Regions from separate parts of the Sus scrofa genome. Here region 2 is linked to region 1. Evidence: chromatin contacts called from public Hi-C data. All regions are on one chromosome and are shown on one strand. The core of a region is the stretch at or near the end of the contact, and the rest is flanking DNA. Distances in the headings are between cores, read along the strand shown.

Region 1 (7,892 bases), core at 3,542-6,041:
GGGGAAGGAAGTGGGAAACGCAACCCCCGCCCGACGCAGAGGCATGAATGAGGCCTGGACGCACCGAGGAGTGAGATGAGGCCGCGCGGGAGCCCAGGATACAGGGTCCTGTCCCCTGAGGACTGCGGTCACCCCACGCCCTGCTTCTGAGAACAAAGGGGAAAGAGCTCTTAGGCGTCACATCAATTCCTAGTGCGGTTCTGGACCCGAGTGTCACACAGATGACTTCTGAGATTCAGTGAGGAGAGGGGACCACGAAGAGCCCTTCATGGGCTCGATAAGATTGATGTCACCACACACGCACACACGCACACACACACGCACACACACACGTTCTTTTAAATGCATGGAACGACCAAGTGTTCTCAGGTTGTCTTGCTATGTAGCGGTAGCTGAAGGAGTAGATCAAACCTGCGAACCATCAGAACCACCCAGGAATCCAAGGGATGTTCAGGCCTCATCACGGACCAGCTCTGCTCTGGGAGGGGCTAGGATTCTGTGTTTCTCTACTTTGCGCCCCCCCCCGCCCCCCTGATACAGGGGTGGGACCCAGGCTGGGCCAATCACAGCCCTCGCTCGGGATGCTTCTAACTACAGGCCCAGGGGAGATGCAGTGTGACTCTACCCGCCGCCCGCGTGCCCCTCCCAGGCCCTCTTGCCAACGCGTACCCACCCACTGTGCCTGCTGCTGCCAGCCACCGAGGGGTCACAGCCTTGACCTCGGAGACTTGCCTGGGGGCTTCGGCGGGCTCCATCCCCCACCCCTCGGAGAGTGACGACTGGAAGCCAGGCTTCGGGAGTTTGTGTCCTGGAGCCTTCGCTTGCTAGCTCTGTGACCTTGGGCAGCCTACTTGACTCCTCCGTGCTCAGACATTCTTAGCAATGAACTTGAGAGAAGAGCGCTAATTCGGAGGGAAGAATTCGACACACGAAGTGTTCCAGAGCCTCGGCCCAGAGAAGGAACGCAACACGGTATCATTACGCTGTAGCTTACTTTTACCACTATTTTACCATTATAAAAGCACGGAAAGCAATATAAATACAAGCCTCTGGGGGAAGATAAGAGCCCTCTTCAGACGTCTAGAGGGACAGTGAACGAGAGAGGAATTAGACACGTTTAGAGAATCACCTGGACACACAAACATAGGTTTGTAAATGTACAGCTGTAGCTCAGCATTATTAGGTCATAGAGACCAACCTAAATACCGTAGCAGTAGGGGCCTCATTAAAGAAATGATGGGACATTCACATAATAATCAATGGCCATTAAGCACAGTACTGATAAACAGGAAAAGTGATAACGCAGACCCAGGGGTGAGGTTTGATCCCTGGGAGAGCGAAAGCGCTGACCCAGCAGAGCGGGTCCAGGCGCAGCCAGAGGCTCTGCCAGAGGCTCTACCAGGATGTCCCTGCAGGGGACTCTCCCTGTAAGAGCTATGTCCCCTGACACTCAGGGTTGTGGCCTTCATGTAAAAGCATGTACAGTGTACGTGCAAGAGAGCTGTCTGAAAGGACCGTCACCAAAAAGCAACAGCGGTTATTACCCGTGGGTGCGGCACCTTCCGGGATCTGGGTCTCAGGTCAAACATCCCGCTTCAGAGACATGCCCCTGCCCACTGCCCAGAGCGCCATCGGTCCCCTCGCCATGCTCTTCAGTGATGTGCGTGGAACCTCTCACACATCTCTGATGTGTCCACGTCTCCGTTTTACCTGGTACTGCCTGCCTCCCTCTGCCCCAGGAGGAGGGCTCCATATGTGCACAGACCCCTTGGTACCCACCGGCTCCCAGGAGCCTAGAACAGAACCTGACACGGGTCCAGGGCTGAGTAAGTAGCCAATGAAGGGATGAACAGTATGAGGTCAGGTTTTTAAAAACAACAATGCACTTTTCCGGGCTAGAGACAGGGATGGTGTTTAAAAGGAGAGGTCACAGGTGGAAGGAAGAGCGCGGCCTCTGCGAACGCGGGGCTGTGATGGGAAGGCCCTGGACGGGGGCGCTGTGGTCCCAGCTCTGCCCCCACGGGGGCTCTGAGCTGCGGCCCCACCCCCTCCTCTGGACCCTGGTTCTCTTCTCTGCAGTTTTTGAGGCTGAGTGCATTTCACACCTGGGACAACCAGATCGGGCCTTGGGGAGGAGGTGGCCCAAGGGCGAGGGTAGGGGCTGCTTGACTCTTGCCTGAGAAAGAGAACAAAGAAGCCACAAGCCCTGAAGGCAAGTGAAAATACCTAGAGGTTGAGGTTGAGCCCCTCTGGGCACTGGGGGTGCTTCCTCTGCTGCAGGCAGAGGGTGACTCTGAGAAGACCTGGGTTCTGGCTCCTCTGAAACCCCCCCCCCCCGTTTCTTTCTCTATAAATAGGGCTGCTGTTGCCAATCTCACAGGGACTTCGTGATGACTGGATCCCATAAAATACCAGCCAATATTTAGTGAGCGTTTAGAACGAGCCAGCCACTGTGCTGTTATCTACCTGTGTTACCGAATTCTTGCAATGAGCCTAGAGAGTCGGAGTCCTTGTGGCTGCTATTCAAGAGCTGAGTGGTTACATGACCCTGCTCAGGGCCCCCAGCGGCTCGGCCAGCATCCGCAGGTCTCCTGCCACTCATCTCCCTAAGCAGGAAACTCGCCTGCTTCTCCATTCGCTCCTGTGCAGGTACCTGCTGTGCCTGGTGGGGACACACACGCCAGAAACACGCATCCCTACTTCCTGTCCACTTTGCAGCGGGGCAGTAACTTGGTCCTGCAGAGAAAGGTGTTTCTCCTTCCATAAACGAACACTGGGTACCAAGGGCTTTGGAGGGTTATTTTGCCCCAAGCTCCGTGTTGCGGGGTTGCGGGGGAGGGTGTCCTGTGTGCAGAACTTCTAGCAGCTCGCTGTTGCCCTTCTGTCACCTCTGGTTCTAGCAGGAGGCTGGTGTGTTCTCTGTGCACGCGGCTTGGAGGACAGTGGGATGGATGCAGGTGCCGGCTGGATGTGAGTCACTGTAACAGGTTTGGTAAGGATAACCCACGTGAGGCCATGACAGAACAATCCAAGCAGCTTCTGAAAGCACAGAGACGTGCCTCTTGACCTTGAATCTGTGGGCTGTGTAGTGCACAGTGTTCTCTGAGCTCAGGAACTTGTCAGGCTCTGACACATTTTAAAAATCCTCATCTTCTGTTTTCAAAAATAATCTGAGTAGCCTCAAGGCTACGGATGTAAATAACTGCTGAATTGTTTTATTGATTATTCTAAACATTAATGAGTCAGGGGTCTCCAATTTTTTAATCAAAAAACTCAGGGAGAAAAATAGGATTCTTCGTTGACTCTTTTTTTTTTTTTTTTTTCTAGACACTTACACATCATCATGAGACTTGTGAGCTGGGAGGGACTGGGAAATCAGTCACATCAACCCCTTCCTGTTACAGTGAAGGGCCTGGAGATGTGACGATTTGGCCAAAGGCACACGGCAAATTAAAAGGAACCCGATCTCTTGCTGCCTTTCATTATAGCTGCTCAGCTTAGAAGGACTTTAAAGACTAAATTAGTCCAACCCTCCAAAAATTCATGTCTCTTTTACAAACAGACCACCTTCTGTGTTTGAGTCTGGGAGCCCTAAGGGGGCCTGCCCATCTTTAAGGAGTTTTTGTTGTTGTTTTTGAGGTCTGTGGGCACATGGAAATTCCCAGGCTAGAGGTTGAATCAAAGCTACAGCTGCCGACCCACACCACAGCCACAGTAATGCCAGATCCAAGCTGCATCTGTGACCTACACTGCAGCTTGTGGCAACGCCGAATCCCCAAGCCGCTGAGCAAGTCCAGGGATCGAACCTGCATCCACATGGATATAGCTGGGTTCTTAACCTGCTGAGCTACAATGGGAAGCCCTGGGTATCTTTTATAGTTTAAATTATTTAACATGATCGGGATAAAACCAGACATTAACAGCCTTGATCCGAGCTCTGGACCTGGGCATGAGGAATAAGTCAAGGTTGTCAGAGGCATGGGAGCCGTCAGGCCATGCCAGCCACGCAGGCCCAGACCAAAAGCCAAGTTTTACCAGAAGACTCAAGTTTAACCAAATCCAGCCACAAATAGCAATGCTCACGCCTTCCTGTTAAATATCAGTGATTAATAAATTCATTCACTTGTGTGTTAAAGAGGAGACGGGCCCCCTCCAGGGATAATTATTTCTATGTTACATTGAAATAAATGATCAGTTCTAAACCTATGGAACCCTGGTGCTGCGTCTGAGTTCTGAGAATTTGGTAATTATTTTCTGTCTCCTCTCCTATAATTGTTAACCTTTTTCTTGTCTTCTGAGATGAAATTTTATCCAACACATAGAGTAAGCTTTCAAGAGACATTCAGCGTCCACAGTTGGAATTTCGGCAGGCATGGGAGAGGACCGGCACTAGGGAAGAAAATGAATAAAGGAGAAAAGGGGAGAGGGAAAACCGCAGCTTTTAACATTTCAAGGATTGCCCACTTTCTCTGGGGGAGTCGAGGGCGGCAGCTCCTGTTTCTCCAAGGCAGTGTGTGGCATTACCACGTGTGACCAGCAGAGGGCGGCTTCTCCTCGTTTAAGGCAGAGAGCTCGGCACCTGGAGCTGCTGTTTTCCGGAGGAAGCAGATTTAAAAGAGCTTGGCTAAGCAGAGATCGTACCACCACCAACTGCAAACACATCTCTTAGCCTTTGCCTCTGTTGAAAAGGCAAGAAAAGGCTGGTGAAGAAACAAACGGCTTGTCAAGGTCATCAGCACACACGCACCTTCATCATCCGGCTCTGGCTGAATCAAGCTCAGGGCAGACTGAGGTTTGGAGGTGGGGCTCGGTGTGAGGACCGCAAGGAGGGTCCAGACCCGCCCTGATCGAGGGAGATCGGTGTTTGGGAGGGGGTCCGAGGTCCAAGGACGAGCAAGAGTTGCCCAGAGGCTGATCAGAGAGCCTTGTGTGGGGGGGGAATCGAGTCCCCTGCCCCTCCTTGGGTGAGCCAGGCTAGGGCGGGACCCCTGTGACCTCTCCTCCCAGCCCCACCCCCACCAGTCTCCCCTCCCATCCCTTCCCCTGGATTTCTGCTTTTCCCTGACTGTCCCCCTCAAGTCCTCGCTGCCACCAGAGCCTTTTTAATAGAGCAGTGGGTGCGGCTTCCTGGGTTCCCTTCCCTCCTCTGTCCTTCTGTCCTGTAGTTACTTTCCACTCGGCGGTGTTTGCCATCCACTCCTGAAGCTGATGGGCATGGTATGTGTGACTGTCCCCAGTCCAGGCCACAGCCCAGCCAGAGGGGGCTCTCTGGTTGGTGTGGGGGGGGGCGGCGGCGTCTGTGTCCTGAATGTCCCGGGATCCCTGGGACTTCTGGAAACCAAAGAGGTCCATTAACTTCCTCAGCAGCAAGGGATGCAGCTGGACTCAGACCTTTTCTCAGCTTCAGATCTCACCACCCGATTCCATCGCTGGTGGATGACTTATATAGTGTCTTAGGTTGACTTGTCCTTTTGTAACTAAACCACCAAAGGAAGAGTGGGGGCAAAAGAGGAAGTGGTACCAGGGTTATTATGAAGCCAGGACTCTAAAACTAGCTTCTGTAAAGAGCAGCAGACTCGATTGTGGTTTCTGTTTATCTTGCAGAAGCCGCAGCGAATGACCCTGGGGGTAGGGCTTCTGCAGCACCTCAGGTTCCCCCGGGGAACCTCAGCAGCAGCAGAGAGGGCTAAAGGTCAAAGGTCACACGGTAAGGCTATTTTAAAATAGTGATCACAGATACTTCAGTGACCGCCCCAGGAAACCAGTCACTGCCTCCCCCCCTCCCCTTCAGATCTTACTGAAATAGGAAGAGTTTCCGCAGCATTTCTAGGTGCCACCTCCTGTGCTTTGTGCTTTACTGGTATCATTTTATTGAATCGCCACAACTCGGTATGATTCCCCACTTTACAGCCTAAGAAACGAAGGCTTTACGAGGTTAAATACCTTCCCAAGATGTGCACGGCTGGCACGTTGCAGAAGCTGCATTTAAACCCGGATTTAAGTGTCTTCCCGCCGTGGTCTGAACCGCTAGGCTTGACCGCTTCAGCTGGGAAGCCACGGTTCAGTGAAAACGAATGCGCGCCCGGCCAAGCAGAAACAGTGGCCTCATCCGCAGGGTCCTCAAGCCTGAAAGTGGCTCCTGGACGAAGACACCCGCCATCCCTGAGACACGGTTTGGCTCCCTGGAGAAGAAGGCCCTGGACAGCGTGTTCCCGCAGAGGCAGAACTGAGCATCCATTCCACGCTGGGAGCAGCAGCGCGCTAGCCAAGCCCTTCCTCTGATGAACTCCTGTTCTAGAAGCACGGCAGTAATGAGTGAGTGGGAGTGAATGAGGGGGAGAAACCCAGAAATGCTGTGCCGACAGGCGAGGGACAACACGGGGGCCGGGGCAGCCCGGGTGGGGTGGTGCGGCTCGGCCTTGCGCCTGTAGCGCTGCACCTGCATTTATGGTTCACGACCTCACTCAAGAGGGATCAGCTATTTACTGTCTGGGACAGGTCCTTCCCGGCCAAGGGACCAGCAACCAGCAAAGACCCCCAGGTGGGGACAGACCTGAAACTTAACTGAAAAATAGTTAATGTGTTTAAAAAGCCATGGGCTGGGCGATGGAAGAACTGACCTGATTGGAGAGACGGTGAGCCTGGAACAGGCTGGCTGCACTGTGCCGCCTGCTCTGCCGGGGGCCCTCCCTTAGGGAAGTGGCAACGAAGCCAGGTGACACTAACTTGAGCCTGTACAGCACCCCGCACCAAGCACGTCACACGTCCCCTCTCATCTTCTCTTTCCATGACCCTGAGACGTGGCTAAATACTGTTATCCTCATTTTTTAGGTGGGGTAACTGAGGCTTAGAGATTTTAGTGAGCAATGTGCCCAGCATCTCACAGATAATAAGAAGAGACAGAGGTGGAAGTTCCTGTTGGGGCTCAGCCAGTTACAAACCCAACTAGTATCCATGAGGATGTGGGTTCGCTCCCTGGCCTCGCTCAGTGGGTTAAGGAGCCAGCGTTGCCGTGAGCTGTGGTGTAGGCTGCAGATGCAGCTCCGATTCGACCCCTAGCCTGGGAACCTCCACATGCCCCGGGTACGGCCCCAAAAAGAGCAAAAGAGAGAGAGAGGTTATACTTGAACCTGGGTCTGCGGCTCTAGCACACAGGCTCTCTAGCCTGCAGCCACGTGCTCCGGCCCCCGCTCAGATCTGGGCACCCCTGACCTCTGCAGCAGCCTGAGAACACAGCCTCGGGAGAACCAGGCCTTTGCTCAAGTTCCCAGTCTGTCCCTCTCAGTGGAGGCAACCCCACCCCTACACCAGCACCCACAGAAATCCATTTTCCCTGTTCTGACCCAGACAAACAAGGAGGCCACACTGGCTGCCCAGCACCTGGGCTGGGCAGTCCTGGGCCCTTCAAAGCCAAAGGATTGAATTTTGCATTACCCCCCACCCCACCCAACGTAGCAAACAATCAAATATTTACAAAGTCAAGCTCAGTGAGGGCCGTGGAGCTGGACAGCGAGTAAGATGCTGCCCTGCTTCCGGGGGCCAGCGGGGATGTAGCAGTGAATTCTTTGAACACAGTGCAGGACGGGAGAGACTAGAATCACGCTGGGTTCCTGTGGGAGCCCTGAAAGGGGTGCAAGGTCACTGCCGAGTCCGGAAGGACGTCGGGTGAGCTCTGTGGGCTGCAGAACCGGGCACCTGGAGGTGGCAACCCGCCAGGGCTGTGGAGGTGAGGTCCTGACACTGGCTCTGGTGTGTGGCTCCCCCCGCCCCAATACCAAGCGGTCCTCTGACGCCAGCTGAGTGTCCGACAATTCACCCCAGTTCTGAAACTACCCGGAGGCATCGTCAGATCCAAGAGTTAAGGGCTCAGCCCCGCAAGATGCCCCACCTCA
Region 2 (7,892 bases), core at 3,206-5,705, 340 kb after region 1:
CCCGTGGCAACACTGGCAGTGAGACTAGCATTCGCACTCCGTGGCATCTTCCGGAAGTACGGTTCTCCCTTCCCAGTTCACCCTGCCAATCTCCTGAGTCTGGTTCTCTTGCACGGTACACAGCGGGTGGACGGTGGTTCTCCAGAAAGGTGTGGCCATGTCCTAACCCTGGAACTGGCCAATGGAATTTTATTTGGGAAAATGGTCTTTGCAGATAGAATTAGATAAAAAATCTTGAAGGAGACCATCCTGGATCCAGAGTGGAGCCCTAAATCCAACAGCAGGTGTCCTTCCAAGGGAGATTTGGGATAGACATGGAGGGTAGGCCACGTGAGAGACAGGCGGGGGGGGGGGGTGCAGCTATAAGCCAGGGGGTGCTGGCCACCCTTGGAGCTGGAATGATATACAGTTTTTCCCTCAGAGCCACCAGAAGGAACCACCCCTACTAATACCCAGATTTTGGACTCCTGACCTCCAGAACTCTTAAGAAAACCTAAAAACGGTTCATCCTAGGACACAGCCAAGCTTTAAGTAGCAAAAAGAGGATGATAAAGGTCTGTGGTTCTGTAATCAGCAAAACAGGCCACGTGCCTATGGCCATAGGGGCGCTAGATCAGCTCTTTTAAAATGGAGCCTTTTCCACCAACTCTGCTGCACTCCAAATTTTACATTAGAGATTACGTCCTTATCCCCTGTTAAAAAAGTGGTTCTTGGAGTACCTGTTGTAGCTCAGTGTGTTAAGAACACGACATAATGCCTATGAAGATGTGGGTTTGATCCCTGGCCTTGCTCAGTGGGTTAAGGATCTGGTGTTGCCATAAGCTGCAGCGTAGGCTGCAGGTGCAGCTTGGATCTGGCACTGCTGTGGCTGTGGTATAGGCCGGCAGCTGCAGCTCCCATTTGACCCGTAGCTGGGTAACTTCCATATGCCACAGGTATGGCCCTAAAAAGTAAAAAAAAAAAGTGATTTTTTTTTTTTTGTTGAGAAAAGTCACACATAATCTTATAAGTTAAATGCATCAGTCTTACTGTAAACAAATCTAGTTCCTTTTTCATTTTTAGCTATTTAGTATGTATTTCCACATGACTGGCAGTATACTAATAAGTGCCTTTTTTAACCTCTACAGAATTCTGTGACGTAGACACGATTGCTATTTTACAGACAAGGAAGCTGAGAAAACAATGGTATTAATACCTCACTTGTCTGAGATGATATACTTATTAAGTGCCAGAGCCAGGCCATGAGCTACTGTCTGGTTTCCAAAGCCTCTGTACTTAATTACTATAATGCTTTTCCTATATTGCCTTCAGAGAGCGTGGTCTGATAAAGGACAGAAAGCACAGGTCATAAGACAGGTAAAGAATGTGGAGGGGGCAGAAAAGAAGATTAAAAATAGTTTTTAAAAAGTTTTAAGACAAGAAAGTCAAATCTATGTATTTTAGAACTTGAATCCATTTTTTTGTGTTAACGAGGCCAAAGGTCATGCATGTCTCCTCTGCATGTTTGCTGATCCTTGCTCAAGTCTAGAGAAGCTCAGATGGTCTAAGCAGAGTCTGTAGCCATCCATAGTTTTCTAACGACCTGCCAAGAGGTTTATAAAAGCATGGACTTAATTAGAAGGAATATGGATAAGGCAGCACAGATGGTTCTAAATCCAGTCCATCCCCTCATGAGGAGTGTTTGTCTCCCTCCTCCCCTAAATCTACATGTCGAAGCCCCAATCCCCAGTGTGAGACTTGGAGGTGGGGCCTTTGGGAGGTAACAGGGTCACTGCGGTGGAGCCTTCATGAGTGGAGTTAGTGACCTTATAAGCAAGACATGGAGGGAAGAGCTCTCTCCCTGCCGCGTGAGGATACAGCAAGACAGGGGTTTATAAACCAGGAAGAAGGCCCTCACTGAACCCGACTCTGCTGGCATCCTGACCTCAGACTTCCAGCTACCAGAACTGTGCGAAATAAATGTTTGTTGTTTAAGCCACCCAAGATGGTAATTTATCACAGCAGCCTGAGCGGACCAAGACAATGGGTCAACAGCATTTTCTTTGTGTGTGAAGGAAAGTGCTCTGGTCTCGATGACTCACAAGCAGAAAAGAGTAGGAGTAAAAAAGAAGTCTGAGGCATTGCATAGAAACAACCCTTCTGCTTAAACAAGTACACTAATAAAGCAAGCAATAAATGATTCAATTCTCATTCTTTAAAAAAAAAACACTTGTGAATTTCTAGATGTCAGTGAAAACTTTCAAGTGCTGCAAGGCTGCTTCAGTGCCTCTCTGGGCTTCTCGTTTTACTCTTAGTCTAAGGCAGCATTCTCATTTTGAGCTTCTGCGTCTTCTTTACCATCACTTGATTTTCACAAAGCAACTTCAGTATGTACTTAATCAATCTGCATTCACACAATGATGCATGGGGTTCTGCTTACATACCCTTCGTGTAACTGGGCCTCTGTGAATCTTGATCTTTTCCCTGGTACACTTCTGATTTTGTGTGTAGCTTTCTGGTCCACTCACTATGTTAAGAGGCTCTGCTTCCTACACTTTTAGGCACAATGAGAATAAAAGCAGTTTTAGTTACTTAATATCAAAGGACGTTCATTCCCTGATTACTAGAAGCTTCCTGTGTAAGGCCCACCTTTTTGTGTGCCTGTGCTGGGTACTCTACCAAGACACTTCAAAGAGGTAAGGCCCATGTTCCACGGAGATGATTACATAGTCCATATTTTCTAGAGGAGTTCTGATTTCATGCCATTCCGTCTCCTTAAATAAAGGCAATTTTTACTTTCATATCCTCGTAAGATTTTTCACATAAATTAATTCTCAAAAAATAGTATCATAGGTCCTTTTTAAAAATAGTCTTGTTCAAAAGTCAATCTCATGAATGTGTGTATTCATTATAAATTATGGTTTTATACAGTCAAATGTAAAAGAGCAAGAAGAGCTGGAAGGTGGTAGAAAAATCTTATTCTGACTAGAAATACATGGTGATAAGGACATTTTGGACATATATAGACATTTTATCTTTATATTGCTTTACTTTTTGATTATGGCAGGAAAGCATCCTTCCAGGATTAGCGAAAAATGACTAAGTTCTTTTAAAGATAATTAAGCTCAAGAATGAAAATCCACCTTCAATAGATGGCAGAGTCTTGTGGTTCAGAAGCCACAAACAAGTTAATGAAAAACATTTAAATCTATTCAAGTCTGCAGAAAATTAGGATTGTCTAAGCAGAGAATGAAAACAGTCTAAGATTAGTTAAGAACAATTAATATATTGAGTATTATATTTTTACAAGTTTCACTTTATAAATTTTTATATTATAGTAATAGTAGTTAATATTCACATTCCACCCATTTTAGTGAATTTTATATATATATATATATTTAAAATAATTTAACAGGAAACAGCTTTGATGGCTCTCAGTCCATTCAGAGTATCGTATAAGTCTAGCTGTACAGACCATGAGACTACACCTGAGACTGTCTCTGTATTGGTATGTATCTGGACAGCAGGTATTACTTGGGAGGAAATAAAATAGCTTCGGGCTTAGTTCGGCAGTCGGGCTTAGTTAAGCATGACTTTGAAGATCTGACTTTGAGTTAAAGGATGAATGTGATGTCACTGAGTATGAAACAACTGCAGGGCTGTCGTGAGTATTAGGGGTAAGTGGTGCTGACACATACTTCAGGTAGGAGGTTCCTTTCTTTCCTCAAACATGTCAGCAACAGACTGCACGGACGTATCATGGATAAAGTATTCATCCTGGCCTTTAGAGACTGTCCAGTTACATTCTGTAATGGCATAAGGACTTAATTTTGAAGGCAAATTCTCCATCTTATTGATAGAAACGGGGCTATTGACAAGTTTAGATTTTTCAAGCTAAGTAAAATATAGAAGTAACATGATACTAGCAAAGGCAAATTTAGAATTCAAGACTTCGCAATCATGATGATGATGATGATGATTGTTATTTTATCTTCTGTGTTTTTAGGGCCGCACCAGTGGCACACGGAGGTTCCCAGGCTAGGGGTCTAAGTGGAGCTGTTGCTGCTGGCCTACACCACAGCCACAGCAAACAATGCCAGATCCAGTCCGCATCGGCGACCTACACCACAGCTCACGCCAACTCCAGATCCTCAACCTACTGAGGCCAGGGATTGAACTCGCAACTTCAAGGTTCCTAGTCGGATTTGTTTCTGCTGAGCCCTAAGATTATATTAATGCAACTCTGTTAACTGAAATTTCCTTTAATTTGCAAATCTGCCTTTTATTTCTCAAGACATTTTTCTAGTATTTCGCCAGAGCAAGATATCAGAAGAGAAACTCTCATATCAAATAACTTTACTAATTCTTAGTAACTCTGGCATAAGGTTTAAAGAGAAAGAGAATGAAATTTTCATAAACTTCTGGTTTCCCTAACTCTTAAGACCATTCTAGAGAGTAAGTATTCATACACATTATTAAAATTTTGGATTGAAAGAGACGGGGACTACGTGTCATGGATTTTGTCAAAACATAAAACGGCTTCATTAGAAAAGCACAGAGGCCTCCCACACTTGTGGTTTAATCTCATAATTACCTAGATATCTATCAACAAAACTCTAAGTAGTTGTTAACTACAGATGCCAAGGTCTGACAGTTTCACTTTCAGTTTTCAGGGTATTTATTGTTTCAATGGTGTAAGAACATCATTAGAATTTCTACAAAATAGTTAAAGTTGTACTTTCCATAAAATTTAGTACTAGAGAAATCTAGAAGACACAATTCATTAATTATGGAATTTGACTAAGAATTCTTCTGGGGGGTCTGAATTTCAAATGAAAGCATCTTTGCAAGTCAGACTCAACTCATTATTCTGTGATGCAGGCTCCTCCAAATGGCAGCAGAAATGTATTACTGCGTAGAAATTCTAGAGTGGTGCTAAAATTTTATGCTACTGTAGAGATAGGGACAAATGAAAAGAAATATATTTTATATATATATATGTATGAGTGTGTATATATATATGTACATACACATATATATTATATATATATATATATATATTTGCTTTTTAGTGCCACCCTCGCAGCATATGGAGATTCCCAGGCTAGGGGTTGAACTGTAGTTACAGCTGCTAGCCTATGTCACAGCCACAGCCACATGGGATCTGAGCCGCATCTGCAACCTACACCACAGCTCGTGGCAATGCTGGATCCTTAACCCACTGAGCGAGGCCAGGAATCGAACCCACATCCTTATGGATACTAGTCAGATTCGCTTCTGCTGCACCATGAAGGGAACTCCCAAGAAATATATTCTTAGAAGAATACCATTATTTAAAATAAAAATGCTGTCATAAATGCTTACCAGGATAGCTTCCCTAGAATAGCAAATTCTTTATGATTTTCTGTACATTATTTAGATATCAGAATTGTATTTTTTCAATGTGGAAAAAAATTAAGTGAATTGTTTCAAAATATGACATTTTTGCATATAATTCAACAAAAATTAAAATATGTAATTAGAAGATTGACATGTTCAAATACAAGTATGTTTGCTGAGCTTCTGATTATGCACAAAAGTAGGTCAATTGTCAAAAAAACCCAAAACTCGACTATTCAAAACTTCATGCAACTACAGTGACCAAATTAATACTGGAGGGGAAAGAAAAGGAATTGAGTGATTCTAGCATTTTCCATTAGGAAGGAAACAAGGGTGAATGGGTGAATCAGTAATCATGTTTAAGACTGTCAGACAGGAGGGTCTAGGACAGATGGGGACAAGGGGAAATTAATGAATTATACCAATGGACATAGTGGATTTGAGAGGCCCAAGATGCCAGTGGGATTTTCTTCAAAGTTCAACTCACAAGTCGCTTCCTCTATGAAACTTTGCCAATACCTCCAAATGGAATTAATTTCTCTTCTGGGATGACACAGCACTTTGTATTTTGATAACACCAGAACTATATTTTGTTTGTAGATATTTCTATGATTGCAGGGCCATTTTATAGTTATTTGTCTTCATATTTTTTTCTCTCTCTTTTTTTTTTTTTTTTTTTTTTTTTTTTTTTTTGTCTTTTTCTAGGGCCGCACCTGGAGGTTCCAAGGCTAGGGGTCCAGTCGGAGCTGTAGCCACCGGCCTATGCCAGAGCCACAACAACGTGGGATCCGAGCCTTGTCTGCGACCCACACCACGAGTCATGGCAACGCCAGATCCTCAACCCACTGAGCGAGGCCAGGGATCGAACCCGCAACCTCATGGTTCCTAGTCAGATTCGTCAACCACTGAGCCACAACGGGAACTCCTTCATATTTCTCCTGTAGCCCCAACTGTCTCTATCATAGCTGTTTACAAGTTTTTCTTTTCCCTCTTCCATCTATTCTTCCCCAATCTCACCGCTTGTAGGCCCATTTTTTTTTTTTTTTGTATTCTAATGTCTACACTGTGAGTGTCTACACATAGATGATGCTCAATAAACAACTGCTAGATGAATCCTTATGATAACAGCACAATGTTAATATAATCCTCAGTCAAAATTTCTTTTGAATGTTTTATTTAGTGAACAGAATGCATTCATTTAACATTTATTGAATATTATTTCCACAAACTATGCTAGGATGGGAATATTAAGACAAATATAAGCTCCCCATTCTACTCAGAGTCTTGACTAGAGCAGCACTGTGGATCAAACTTTTCATTAAATGCCTCCAGTGGCAAGATTTCATATTCAGAATAACACATACTATGGGTTATGCCAAGATTCGGATCCCTCTGAAGCTACTCTGCTTTGCCTATTTCACAGTTTTGGTGAGGGCTCTCCTGATGCAGAAACTTACTATAGCAAACATTATTTTTATGATGCAAACTGTAGGTTACCTAGTCTTTTTACATAATGCTTGCATATAGCCAGCTCAGTTTATTTTCCATATAATGTACCCTTTGTAATACGTATATACCATATAAAAATTCTAATGGCCTCCAACCAAAGCTGTGCCTATTGGTGAATCGGTTATCTTCTGTATAACTCTACCTTAGTGGATATATTAAAATCTACCAAAAGTATAAATACAGAGCAAGAGTATCTTTATGGTGTGCATATATTTATTATTTTGAATGTTAGTTTATATAATTTCAGTTGTGTTACTAAGTCAAATTCATGCATGCTTTGCTGGTAAAAAATAAGAAAGCAATTAATATACAAGCCAAGATAGTAGTTAAACTTGCTTTAGTTTTGTTTGTAAAATTTTGAAAGCGATTCATTCAAACCAAAGGCAGCTCACACATTTTCAATGGTAAGCACTGATGAGGACACACTGGCTTTACTGACCAAAATGACACCATTAAAATATTTGTGAGTCTAAAGGTTCATATGACATTGTTGGTACTTGCAACAGACTCTACATACGTGTCTTATGAGGGACTGGATCCAGTTTATCAATATAGCCTACGATGCTGAAGTGCTTAGCAGAAAGCTTTATTTATAGTGGATACTCAATATGCACTTCATGAATTGAACTGTAAGACAAATGGTCACTCTGTAGATGACAGAAACCTTCACCTAGGGGAGTCCATGAAGATGAAGGCAACGGTGAAATCCTGCAGAAGAGCAAGCAAGCCACTTTTCCAAAAAGTAATGAGGTCTGACAGTTTGAAGCCTATAAGACATTGACTTAACATTAATTTGCTAATATGGTATTGATAAATTCCTACTACGGAGTTAATCAATGATAGAAAAAAATATAAAAAGGAGTCACATTTATAAATGTGTGCCCAGGGCCTAAGAGATGACCTGGCAATGTGCCATTTCCACTTTAAAGAGAGTGAAAACAGAATCCCTGCCTCTAAGCCCTAGTCAATTTTCTTATCGTTATTCAAGACCAACACAATTAGTCTCTCCTCTTAAAGTTTTAGGA

Evidence for each region. Hi-C and Micro-C count contacts between places; a contact is called where the count stands out from the background.
Region 2: a Hi-C map of omental adipose tissue shows a contact between it and region 1, with 2.4 times the contacts expected there. The contact joins two enhancer-like sites. A contact is called at or near these places in 2 of 5 promoter capture datasets (fetal liver and liver) and 7 of 47 Hi-C or Micro-C datasets (embryonic fibroblasts, liver, mesenteric adipose tissue and 4 more).

Annotation. Positions count from the first base shown.
Region 1 is chr11:6,938,585-6,946,476 of Sscrofa11.1, forward strand. The region is part of intron 2 of LOC106505250 (a long non-coding RNA gene); the gene reads right to left. Among named protein-coding and RNA genes, the nearest start is that of KATNAL1, 120 kb to the right of the region's middle. Within about 2 kb of position 4,792, at least 31 of the 83 cell types and tissues checked have an H3K27ac peak or open chromatin away from gene starts, as enhancers often do. A contact at or near this core is called in omental adipose tissue, where this site is marked.
Region 2 is chr11:7,276,421-7,284,312 of Sscrofa11.1, forward strand. It overlaps a transcript of HMGB1 not described here. Among named protein-coding and RNA genes, the nearest start is that of USPL1, 41 kb to the right of the region's middle. Within about 2 kb of position 4,456, at least 13 of the 83 cell types and tissues checked have an H3K27ac peak or open chromatin away from gene starts, as enhancers often do. A contact at or near this core is called in omental adipose tissue, where this site is marked.